Regions from separate parts of the Danio rerio genome. Here region 1 is linked to region 2. A link is a contact called in public HiChIP or PLAC-seq data. All regions are on one chromosome and are shown on one strand. Each heading gives the region's core, a stretch centred on a gene start, on an enhancer-like site or on the middle of the called end of the contact. The rest is flanking DNA. Distances are from core to core; before and after follow the strand shown.

What was found. HiChIP or PLAC-seq counts read pairs in DNA pulled down with a chosen protein or histone mark.
Region 1: an H3K4me3 HiChIP or PLAC-seq map of gastrula embryo shows a contact between it and region 2, with 3 times the contacts expected there. The contact joins the promoter of bmper here to the promoter of bbs9 in region 2. A contact is called at or near these places in 4 of 18 Hi-C or Micro-C datasets (caudal fin, embryo, hematopoietic stem cells and 1 more) and 3 of 4 datasets of contacts at active chromatin or transcription factors (caudal fin, embryo and gastrula embryo).

The regions. Positions count from the first base shown.
Region 1 is chr16:7,447,291-7,453,086 of GRCz12tu, reverse strand. It overlaps bmper (BMP binding endothelial regulator), which reads right to left and starts at 3,033. Exons shown (of 14, transcript NM_001020487.2): 1 at 2,488-3,033; 2 at 307-392. The coding sequence starts at 2,578.
Region 2 is chr16:7,239,417-7,245,173 of GRCz12tu, reverse strand. It overlaps bbs9 (Bardet-Biedl syndrome 9), which reads right to left and starts at 1,741. Exons shown (of 23, transcript XM_073925781.1): 1 at 1,634-1,741. eaf1 (ELL associated factor 1) reads right to left here. Exons shown (of 6, transcript NM_001002115.1): 6 at 3,782-4,401. The coding sequence ends at 4,352.

The DNA.
Region 1 (5,796 bases), core at 1,784-4,283, 210 kb before region 2:
TTTTACAGTGTGCTCGATAGAAATGTGCTCTATTATGGAGCCGGACTAGCGGACTTTCTATGAATTGCAGTTTTAGTTACTTCAGTATTTGCTTGACGAGTGTTAATCAGCCCATAGTTTGCAACCAATTACCTTTAAAAAAATGTAGTAAATGCAATGAATAATTTTTTTTTTTTTTGTGAACAGACGTTTCAGAAACCAACTATTTATCATCAGTTGTTTATGATCTGCAAACTGCACTATAAATCCTATTTGATATGGAAATATATCATGTATCGTCCTGCTCAGGGGTTTTGGTTTTCTCACCAGACAGACGCAGGAGATGCAGGGGTTGTCTGTGATGTTGGGGATGTGTAACACTTCTCCCTCGTTTTCACAGCTAGCCTCTGTACCTGAATGAGGGAGAAAAAAAAGAAAATCACACTGACTTCTACATGACCTGTTTCCTGGAAACATTTTATTTAAACCATCAAACAGTAATTAAGCCCGCAAATAACCAAACCACTGCAAATAAGGAGCGTCTAACTGTTCTTGTTTAGTTTCAGTAGCGTTTACAAAATAAACCGGAATGTAGGTCACTTTATTTTTACAATGCTACTCTGTATTTAAGTGATTAGCAAGTAGTCACACTAATGTGCTACATAGTTACTACATAGTTACATAATTAATGTTGTTACTAAAATGATTAATAGCTACACAATGTGAACTATGCTGAAAAAACATGACACATACAGTTAAAGTCAGAATTATGAAACCCCCTCAATTATTAGCCCCACTGTTTATTTTTTCCCCAACTTCTGTTTAATGAGGAGGAAAACATTTCAACATATTTCTTAACATAATAGTTTTAATAACTCATTTCTAATAACTGATTTATTTTATCTTTGTCATGACGAAAGTAAATAATATTTGACTAGATATTTTTCAAGACACTTCCATACAGCTTGAAGTGACATTTTAAGGCTTAATTAGGTTAATCAGGTTAACTAGGTAGGTTAGGGTAATTAGGCAAATTATTGTATAAGGAGGATATGGAGGATAGGTTTGTTTATGCTAAAAAAAATAGAATAAAGGGACTAATAATTTTGACCCTATTTTTTTTTATTAAAAAATGCTTTTATTCTAGCCTAAATAGAACTAATAAGACCTTCTCTAGAAGAAAAAAATATTATCAGACCTACTTTGAAAATGTCCTTGCTCTGTTAAACATTATTTGGGAAATATTTAAAAAAAGAAAAGGGGAGCTAATGATTCTGACTTCAACTGTATAATTCCGTTTAAAAAGTTTAAATATTTTAAAATAAGCTTCTCCTGCTCACCAAGGCTTCATTTATTTAATTAATAATACAGTACAAATTGTAAAATTGTGAAATGTTGCACTATAATGTAACTGTTCAAAAGTAGTTCACAATTTAATTTAATCATTTAATCTGGTGATTTTACAGATGAATTTTTAGCTTCATTACTCCAGTCTTCACATGATCCTTCAGAAATCACTCTAATATTAATAGTAATAAAAATTTAAATAATAATAATTATTGTTAATAGTAATAGTAATAAAAGCAATAATGACTGGAGTAATAATTTAATTTGAAACTACATACGATAAGAAAGCAGTTTATATATATATATATATATATATATATATATATATATATATATATATATATATATATATATATATATATATATATATATTTTTTTTTTTTACAAATTTCACATTTAATAAATGCCGCCTTGATGAACAGAATAATTTCTTTAAAAAATTAAATAAATAAAACTTACCTCAAACTTTAGTATTGTATATTTTCTCTGAAATTGCTTGCAAATGTATCTCATTAAATATTTATTAGGCATAAAAGAAAAGTAAAACTACATTGCCTACTCTAATTTATATTTACATATTTCATTTTAACGTAACACTAAATCATAAATCGCTATTAAATTTCTAAAAGAAATGACTTGTGATACACTGAATTACCCTAATAGAAAGAAACAGTTATTGTAAACAATATTTCATTCATCTTTATTTACAATAAAAAATACAGTGTGACAAGGAAATTGCTGGTATATTTAATAAAGAAATTTGTAATGCGTTATGTTCAAAGACTAAACCTAGTAAAAAAAATCTAATATTATATTATAATTATATTATTACAATATAATAATCTATTTTTATGTATTTTACAGAAGGCTACATTGCGAAAAACAGTAAAATATCTCCTTGCAGCACAGATAAACCTTTTCACGTTTAAATAAAAGTGACTTTTACTTGAAGTAAAATTCAGTGTAAAAAGTATATGATTTGCTAAATTGAGTTTAAAAAAAAAAAAAAAAAAAAGCTTGACTAAAAACCTCAATTTCACTCGACCACCAAAAGCCAAGGCTATTTATTCGAGTTGTAATACAGGCTAATATTATGATGACACAAAATAAGTTTGTTTACATGTTCTTATGAAGGATCTTTCAGAGTTTGGATGATCTTACCGGTGATTAAAGGTGCAGTTGATTGTGGCGTTTGGAGAATTAAAAACCAGAATAACAGGTTGTAGGTTACTGGAGGAGACAGACACAGCATCCTAAATTCGCTCCAGACGCACGGGGGGTAAAGAAACAAAATGAAAAACCAAAGTATCCCAAGCCTGTAGAAACGGTCTTCTTTAAAATCCAGCAAGAGGGAGACATCGGTGTCATGAGGGACTCATAATCCTGAAACCTTCAGCGAAGCTTCGCGCGACGGAAAAATCACCATAACATTATAATAACGGTCCAAACAAACAAACAAAAACACCTCAGCGGCGAAACAGCTTTCTGAAGATCCAGATTAGCAGGTCACAAACTCCACAAAGAGTTTAAAACCGAGATAAGATCCAGTGGTCTTCTGGAGACGAGCGCGCGCATGGATGATGACACTGCCATGATCCGACTGGAGCTCCAGGTTTGGTCAAAGCGCTCCGGATATTTTCTGACAGACTTTTCGGATGCGACGCCGGCTTCAGAGCTCCAGTTAAACATTCCCGCGGTGGAAGTCCGTCCTCCAGTCCACAGATATCTGCCCCCTCTCTATTTAAACGCACGTGTGTGGGGTTTATAATCCCGCAGATCTGCTGTCTGGTGAGGTGTAGCCAGATCCGCCCCTCATCTCCTGTACCTCCACATATCACCCTCAGCGTTCAGCCGGGCACACTTTCTCACCAAACAAGAATTTCAGCCCATTATGAAGATGGATGGGGAACATGCCTTTTGCATGTAATTCTTAATCTTAGAATAACAATGACTTCATGCATCGACCATTATCCAAAGTAGGTGCTAAGTGTCTTCTGAAATCCAGCGCGCGTAGAGGACTGTTCCATCTGCATGTCAAAAGATCAGATTAATACTTGAAGAGACAGTGTGAAGCTTAAATGGTGCCAGTCTACAAACACCTGGAGAATGGCTTGTAAAGGTAACATGGACAGGTCAATCGAAGCCCATTTCAGTAATATTAGTCACAAGAGAGCGCCAGAGAGCATTACTTCTCAGCTGGAGATCTCTCGTGTCTGGTGTCTTGGAAAATCTGCTCACCTTGGTGACAATCCCTTTTTTGCCAAGCCCAAGCAATTACAGTGGGTTTGACAAATCTTCTTATTTAGATCCACTTATAATAATTACTTTTAATTGGTTTAATTATCTACGGTGAGTGATACATTTATTTTTCCACAGCTCACAGACATTACCCATCAAAGAGACGTAGGAAGCATCTCAAATATGCTGTGAGAAGATAATCTTGGTATTTTTAAAGGGAGTTAAAAATGAGACATTTCAGTGTCTGCTAGCAATTATATTTATAGTTCTTCAGGCTTATGTTGCATGGTATATTTGCTGGAATTACATGCATTCATTCATTTTCTTTTCAGTCCCTTTATTAATCTGAGGTCGCCACGGCGGAATGAACCGCCCAAAAATACATTGTATGAAACAAAATTATATATTATGTTATGCCAAAAATCTTTATATTAAGCAAAGATCAAGTTCCATGAGGAGGTTTTGTAAATGGTCTTCTGTAAATATAGCCTATAAAAACGTAATTCTCGGTTAATATGTGTAGCAAAGAAACTAATTCGGACAACTTTGAAGGCAGTTTTTATCTATATTACCTTTTTTGGACCCTCACATTTCAGATTTTTAACAGTTCACTAAAATCATACATTAATGGAAAGCCTATTTATTGATGATTGGTTTGTGATGATGACTGGTTTGTGATTATATTGTCAAAAATGCTAGTAAAGTTTGTACTTTGGTGTTTTAAATACCTTTTGTGAAGATAAAACTACAAAATATTTTATTGAAATATCTAGAAAAGGAGATCTGTTTATATAGAATACAATGCTCAGCATACAGTTGAAGTCAGAATTATTAGCATTAGAATTATTAGCACACATATTATTATTTTTTTCTTCTGGAGAAAGTCTTATTTGTTTTATTTCAGCTAGAATAAAAGCAGTTATTACTTTTTTTACACACAATTTTAAGGACAAAATTATTAGCCCTCTAGGCTCATTGTTTTTCCGACTGTCTACAGAACAAACCACTGTTATACAATAACTTGCCTAATTACCCTAACCTGCCTAGTTAACCTAATTAACCTAGTTTAGCCTTTAAATGTCACTTTAAGCTGTATAAAAGTGTCTTGAAAAATATTTAGTCAAATATTATTTACTGTCATCATGACAGATAAAATAAATCAGCTATTAGAAATAAGTTATTAAATCTATTATATTTAGAAATGTGTTGAAAAAAATCTGCTCTCCGTTAAACAGAAATTGGGGAAAAAATAAACAGAAGGGCTTATGATTCAGGGGGCTAATAATTCTGACTTCAACTATATATAAGTACAGCCGTCACAAATCTATATTTTAAATTCATATTTTCAATAGGAAGCTTTACAATATTATATTTGTGCATATACAAATATAATGTGCATATTTAGATTAGTCAGTACTGAAGCAAAATTTAAAGCTTATCTAAAAAAATAACTCATGATAGAGGTCCAAAAACTAGTACACTACACACAGTACACTAGTATTTATATGTTATAGAAAAATATTAAATACAAAATTTAAAAAGAGGAAAAATCAAGAGGGAAAAAAAAGATTAGTTGAAATTTTTTAGGTTGTAATTTTTTTTAGCTTGAGTTTATTTGTATTATCTTTCAATTTTTAAATATGTTTGGTGATTAAAATATTATTTTAATAAATATATCTTTTTAATAAATCTTTTTGTTTAAATACACCAAACTTTTTATGGCCTATATGGCCTATATTCACTGAGAAATAGAGAAAAATATAAATTTTCAAATTGGGCTGTACTCAGTTATGCTGGGCACCGTACACTAATTAGATCTAATACTAATACATTTTTGACCCTTTAATCCAAATCATCATAAATTCATCTTTTAACTAAACAACTTTTTTATTTCTGCGATTGATATTTATCAGTTAAACATAAATGACACAAATATGAATACAAGATTTATGTAATAATATCAACAAATACATGCTTCTTATTTAACTCTATTGTGTGCAATATGGATTCACGTCAATTTTGCCCCCGAATATTAAGTAAACCAATCTAATAGAATTGAACTAATAGACAAATTACATCACACATGACGTCACACAGGTTCCCTGTTGCAAAAAGAGACCGGGTTGCAATAGCCAAAAATAGAGTCCAAAAATAGAAAACGTAACTTTTACCGTACAGCACACTACTTTTAATGCCAACCGCACATATCTGGCTAAAAGGGAGCTGAATGAA
Region 2 (5,757 bases), core at 492-2,991:
AGAAGAACGGTCAGACTTTCACTGAAGATTACCACAAATGAAAAAGTATTAATTATTCACCTAAAGAATAACAATGAGCGCTAGCAAATTAAACATTGTAAATTTTGATTGCAAATTAAATTCTTCAATCCATCTTTATTTTACAATGTAGATTGTAGCAAAGGAGCTTAACATAATTTATCAAATTCAAATTGAAACTGTCAGTCCAGTTTTCAGAGTTAAAGTTTAGTTCAGTGTGGTTTAATTTTCACAGCTGAAAGTCCAAACACTGAAGAGCAAATCCATCGATGCGCAGCTCCACAAGTCCCAAACCAAGCACGCCAGTGGTGACAGAGGTGAGGAACAAACTTCACCAATTGACAAAAGTGAAGGAAAAAAAAAACTTGAGAGAAACCAGGCTCATTGGGGCATGACCATTTCTCCTCTGGCCAAACTTCTTGTGCAGAGCTGCAGTTTAGGTGCCGGGGGCTGGGGAAAGCTTGACGTCCATCGTGAAGAAGCTGCAGTTGTGAGTACGACACCGTCAGGTATTCAGGCTGGCCCACGAGATCAGCGCAGACTCGTCTGTCACTGGGGTCTTTCAGGAATCAGTTTCATGTTCTCCACTCCTCCTCCATGACCACCACTGCATCTGCTCAGGATATGGCCTGGACAAGTGTTATGGGGACTTCTAAAAGTATGCACGTTTGGCATCCTCCCTTCACAGGACTTGGATCACATCGATGGCGTTGCATTTCATATGGACTTGCAGCTCATTTGAGCTCTCTCATCCACCATAGAATACACATCCTGACACAATTCTGTTCATCATTTTGTTTTTCAATGACAATGTAAGAACAAAAAGACTCTCCCCTAATCACTCTTTGTCTTAGTTGGCATCTTCTGAGCACATGGTTTTTGATGCTGACTGAACCACCAAGACTGTCAGACATGCAGCTGACAGTATAACCTGACAGAAGTGTCACGTGACTGCAGATTTCATTGGCTGCAATCCAAGCAGCTTTACTAACTAACTGCTGACTGCTTAACCCAGCTAATCCACACACCAGAGAGAAACAGAGGAAATGCAAGGAAGTAGACTGGTCCAGGAACATGGACAAATAAAATGTGCACTGTACATATAACTTATAGAGAATATGTGTGGGTTCTATTATGGAGGCAGCGTGTGTGTGTTTACTAGTCTGTTAACTAAACTTCTGAACTATTAAGTATGAATTAAACAGAACGAAAGAATATAAATTAACCAATTATTATAACATTCAGTGTGTAAACTAGTTTCTCTTTATTTATATTAAGAAGCGTTCTGAATTTCAGGTTAAATCTAAAATTTGGATTTCAAAGTAACGTTAAGTTACACAGAAAGCATCCAGACCAACCTGTTAACAGTCTATCGATTATGTTAAAAACGTAAGCCATTAAATATTTTCAAAGCTAGAAATCAGGTAACTATATGAGACATAACAGTTATCTTATTCCCTGTGAATGAAAGAAAGAGTATTGTTGTGGTAAATCTGCTAACGTTACTCAGCTTGCTGCGATCGCGGTTCACACTTTCATAGTTTCACAGATGTATTGTTGACCGTGAAGCTGCTCTTATGTGCACTGGTGAAAAATATACGTAAATCTGTTGTACCTGTAGTAATTGCAGTGATGTTTTCTCTAGTACTGTGTGGTAAAACCAGGTAGCTCAAGACATCTCAGCTCCTCACACTCGACCCGCTGTTGTCATGGTACTGACAGCAACGCTGAAGCCAGAACTGTGGAACATGGCAGCTCGATATCAAAATAAGAGTCCAGCGTGGAGATTTTGCTTTGTACGATCTTAAGTTGCAGGTCAAATAGAAAAAGCAAACATTACATAATATCTCACACACATTAAAAAAAACTTTTCTTTAATAGAATATAATTGTTGTGAGCACTATAGTAACTTTTTAATTGTAAGGGTTAGTTCACCAAAAATGAAATGTATGTTATTAAACAAATAGTTCACCTTAACATTAATATTCTGTCATCGTTTACTCACGTTTTACTTCTTCTTTTACTTTCTGTTAAACACAAAATAAATTATTTTAAAAAATGTTGGAAACCTGTAACCATAATACTTTTTTACATACTATAGAAGTCAATGGCTACACGTTTTCAGCTATCTTTAAAATATGTTTTTGTATTCAACAAGTGAAAAATTTTTTAATAAAACTCCATAAAGGTTCCAGACCTCCAAAATATCTGGAACCACTTGTGCATGAGTAAATGGTGAGTTAAATTGCCATTAAAGTCTGTGTGAAATAGAAGTTGCTCAGACTTTTATATAGGTATGTTGATGTACTTCCAACTGAAACAGTGAGTAACGTACTTTATCATTTATACAAATATATTTGTACAATATACAAAGCATTTATAGAATTGACTGTACTTAAAATACAAATAAATCTTAAAACAACATGTAGACAGCTTTTAAAACGGTCTATGATTAGATCTTCACTGAAGCAAGTTTCCCAAAATGTCTATCTGATGATTCCCTTGTACTCATAAATAAAACCACAGAAATGTATATAGCTACTAAGGGCTTTTATACATTAAATTGACCTTCTATTTTTTTCATAAGAAAAAAAAAACTTTTGTTTCTGGTGTAGCCTGACCTTATGGATTCCCAGTTGATTACAGTTTTAACTAATCTATCTTCAAAATCGCCATGAAACAGAAGTTAAGACTGTCCTGCTTTTCCATACGATGATGTACATGAATTTAAACTGTCCTAAAATTAGAAAGAAATGTAGGACAGAGCATAATTTCATCCAATGGGAACTGATTGGGTCATTGGAAGATTTTGCTAACAAAATGAAGAAAGATTGACGAATGGATAAAAGCAGGGCAGAAATGCAGACATGCAGTCTTAGACATGTAATCTCATAGATGCAATGCACTCAATGGTGCTAGTGATGTCATTGGGGTTTAGGTGTGCGCATTAAAAGCATTTTATACAGCTCAGATTAAATGAGACATGCCCTGATAGTGCCTTCTATGTGCATTCCATGTGACCAAAAGTGAAGGAAAGTCATTTTGATGTTATACGTTAAGAGTTTTGACCCTTCTATCATACAAACAATAAACAAATTAAGCCTAAATCATGTGCTGTGATCAATCTATAGGAAACTATAACTGGATCTAGCATGAATTAGCATGTTGCTAGCATGTTTTTAGCATAACCTAGCATGTTGTTGGCATGAATTTAGTATGAATTAGCATGTTGCTAGTATAATAAGTAAGTTTGTTGAAATGTTTCCAGTATGGATTGGTATGTCATTAGTATGTTTCTAATATGGATCAGTATATTGCTAGTATGAATTGGTTTGTTATTAGTATGTCGAATGTGAAGTCTATGGGACAGTTGCTAGGGTGTGGCTAGTAAATTGAAAGGTCATAAGTGATTGGCAGATTGCTAGTGAGTTAAATGAGCACAACGTTAAGTCTGTAAGACAGTCTGGCGCAAAGTTATGAGATCACAAAGTTTGGTCCAATATTAAGCCAATGGGACTTTTACGAATTTTTCAGGTTATTTTTTTTTCTGAAAACTGTAAGTTGGATCAGTTGGAAAAGATATAGCCACTTAATTCAGTGTATTTGGAGGTTTGGAGTTAGTTTGGTGGTTGGAGTATGAACAGTCTAGGTAGTATAACAGTATGCCGGCTTTCTCAAGCCACCATAATAAAGTGTAAAGTCATTGAACTGAAAAGAAAAATCATGATAAAAATGATCACTCAGACCCACAGAAATGGCTAGTTTTTTTTACTTTATTGTTACAGTACAGATGCTATATACAACAATTATACTGGGGTCAGCTGCATTAAAACAAATTTTGGTTAAACCAGCAGTGCAGACAGATTTTAAAATACTGTTTAAGACAGATAATGTTATACCTTAAGAGTTTTGACCCTTCTGTCATACAAACAATAAACAAATTAAGCCTAAATCATGTGCTGTGATCAATCTATAGATAACACCTTGGCTCAACTTTACAGACTATGCCAAAAACAGTCAGAATAATGATCATGCAACAAGTCGGTGTGTGTCACACGTAACATGGAGGAAAGGTGCATATACAAGCTTCATAAAAATACTGAACAAGCACAGGTACAATAATCTCGCATCACACAACCGTATATATCAGTTCCAAAAACTCCCTTTGCAATAAAAATAAAATCTAATAAAATTACATTCTTCAAAACCTCCTATGATATCTCCACGTTAAAAGCTCAGGATAAAAAGCACTGCAGAAGGACTGGTATTAGCTATGAAACACATAACGCTGGGAACACCATCTATGTTTTCAAGAGCTGAACATCACTGGAGATCAGTCGATGTCGCTGTCACTGCCAGATTCACTCAGCTGGAGATCATTTCCTGAGGGGGGAACAAAAACAAGACCATTGTAACAAATGAAACACTAGCAGGTGTGGGTTTTACATATAAAGGAACACTCTACTTTTTTTTGGAAATAGGCACAATTTACAACACCATTAGGGTTAAATGTTTGAGTTTAACTGTTTTGGAATCCATTCAGCCAATCTCTGGTTCTGGTGGGAGCACTTTAGCTTGGCATAGATCATTGAATCGGATAAGACCATTAGCATCTTGCTCGGAAAAAAAATATAGTTTTGATAATTTTTACCATATTTTAATCCGTTCAGTCAATCTCCGGTTCTGGTGACAGCATGCTTAGCTTAGCTTAGCTTATCTTAGCTTAGCATAGATCACAAAATTGGATTAGAAGTAATTAGACTACTGAAATGTGTATATTCTGTACAAAGTATGAAAATGATTGGTCAGTTCTTGTCATGCGACTCGCAGAGCGGCATTTTAAAAAGTTTAGAGGTTTTCACATGCGCGTGTCGCTCCTGAAGGATTCGGATTTCTGCTTTCCAATCCGTCTCATCATGGACCAACGTTTATCCTTTTCATCATCCTGTTTCTCAGTATTTAACCGTGAATTGATTTTAATTAATGAATAAGTTAACACATTGCTTAATATAAGAATGTTAGTGCATTTGCCTGTCTCTTTATAACTATTTTCAGAAGCCACCAATCTAGGTCAGAGGTCATGGAGACCTTGAGTGGAACTGAGGGCTGAGGATTGGAAGCAACTGTTTGTATTGTTATTTCTAGTAGTTAATATTGTCTAAAATGTCTAAAGTGATTTTGCTATTTTTACTGTTAATTCTTTTAAAGTGATTCTACTTTTATTCAAGATAGACTTTGTGTAGTAAGGAATTATAACTGCCTGAATGTATTATACCGGTTTTAAACAAGTTTTGATAAAGACGGCTGACAGTACACTCAGCCTTGGATAAGAAACAGATTATACTTTAAGTGTGTGTTTTATTTGATTGTTGATCCATTTCACAGGTCTGGAGTCAGCTCTAATCAGTCTAAGGTATGTCTGACGTTTATGTTTAGATAATGTTCAGAATTGTACGCACGAACCCCACGTGGAAATTTTTCTAGTCTGTGTTTTAACCAATCAGGTTAGAACACCTATATGTATGCCGCAGTTAATGACGTTATGGGAGAGTATAATTGTTATTGATTGGTGATTGTAAGCAGAGCGGCCTAGGAACTTATTGCGAGTGTTGATGCTGGCTTCTGCGAATGAAACTGCAAACTATCTTCAGTAAACTTGATTTATTTATTTAAATATCTGACTCCGGCTCTTCTTCATCTACCAGACTGGTCATTCTTTGGGTTAAACTATCCCTACAC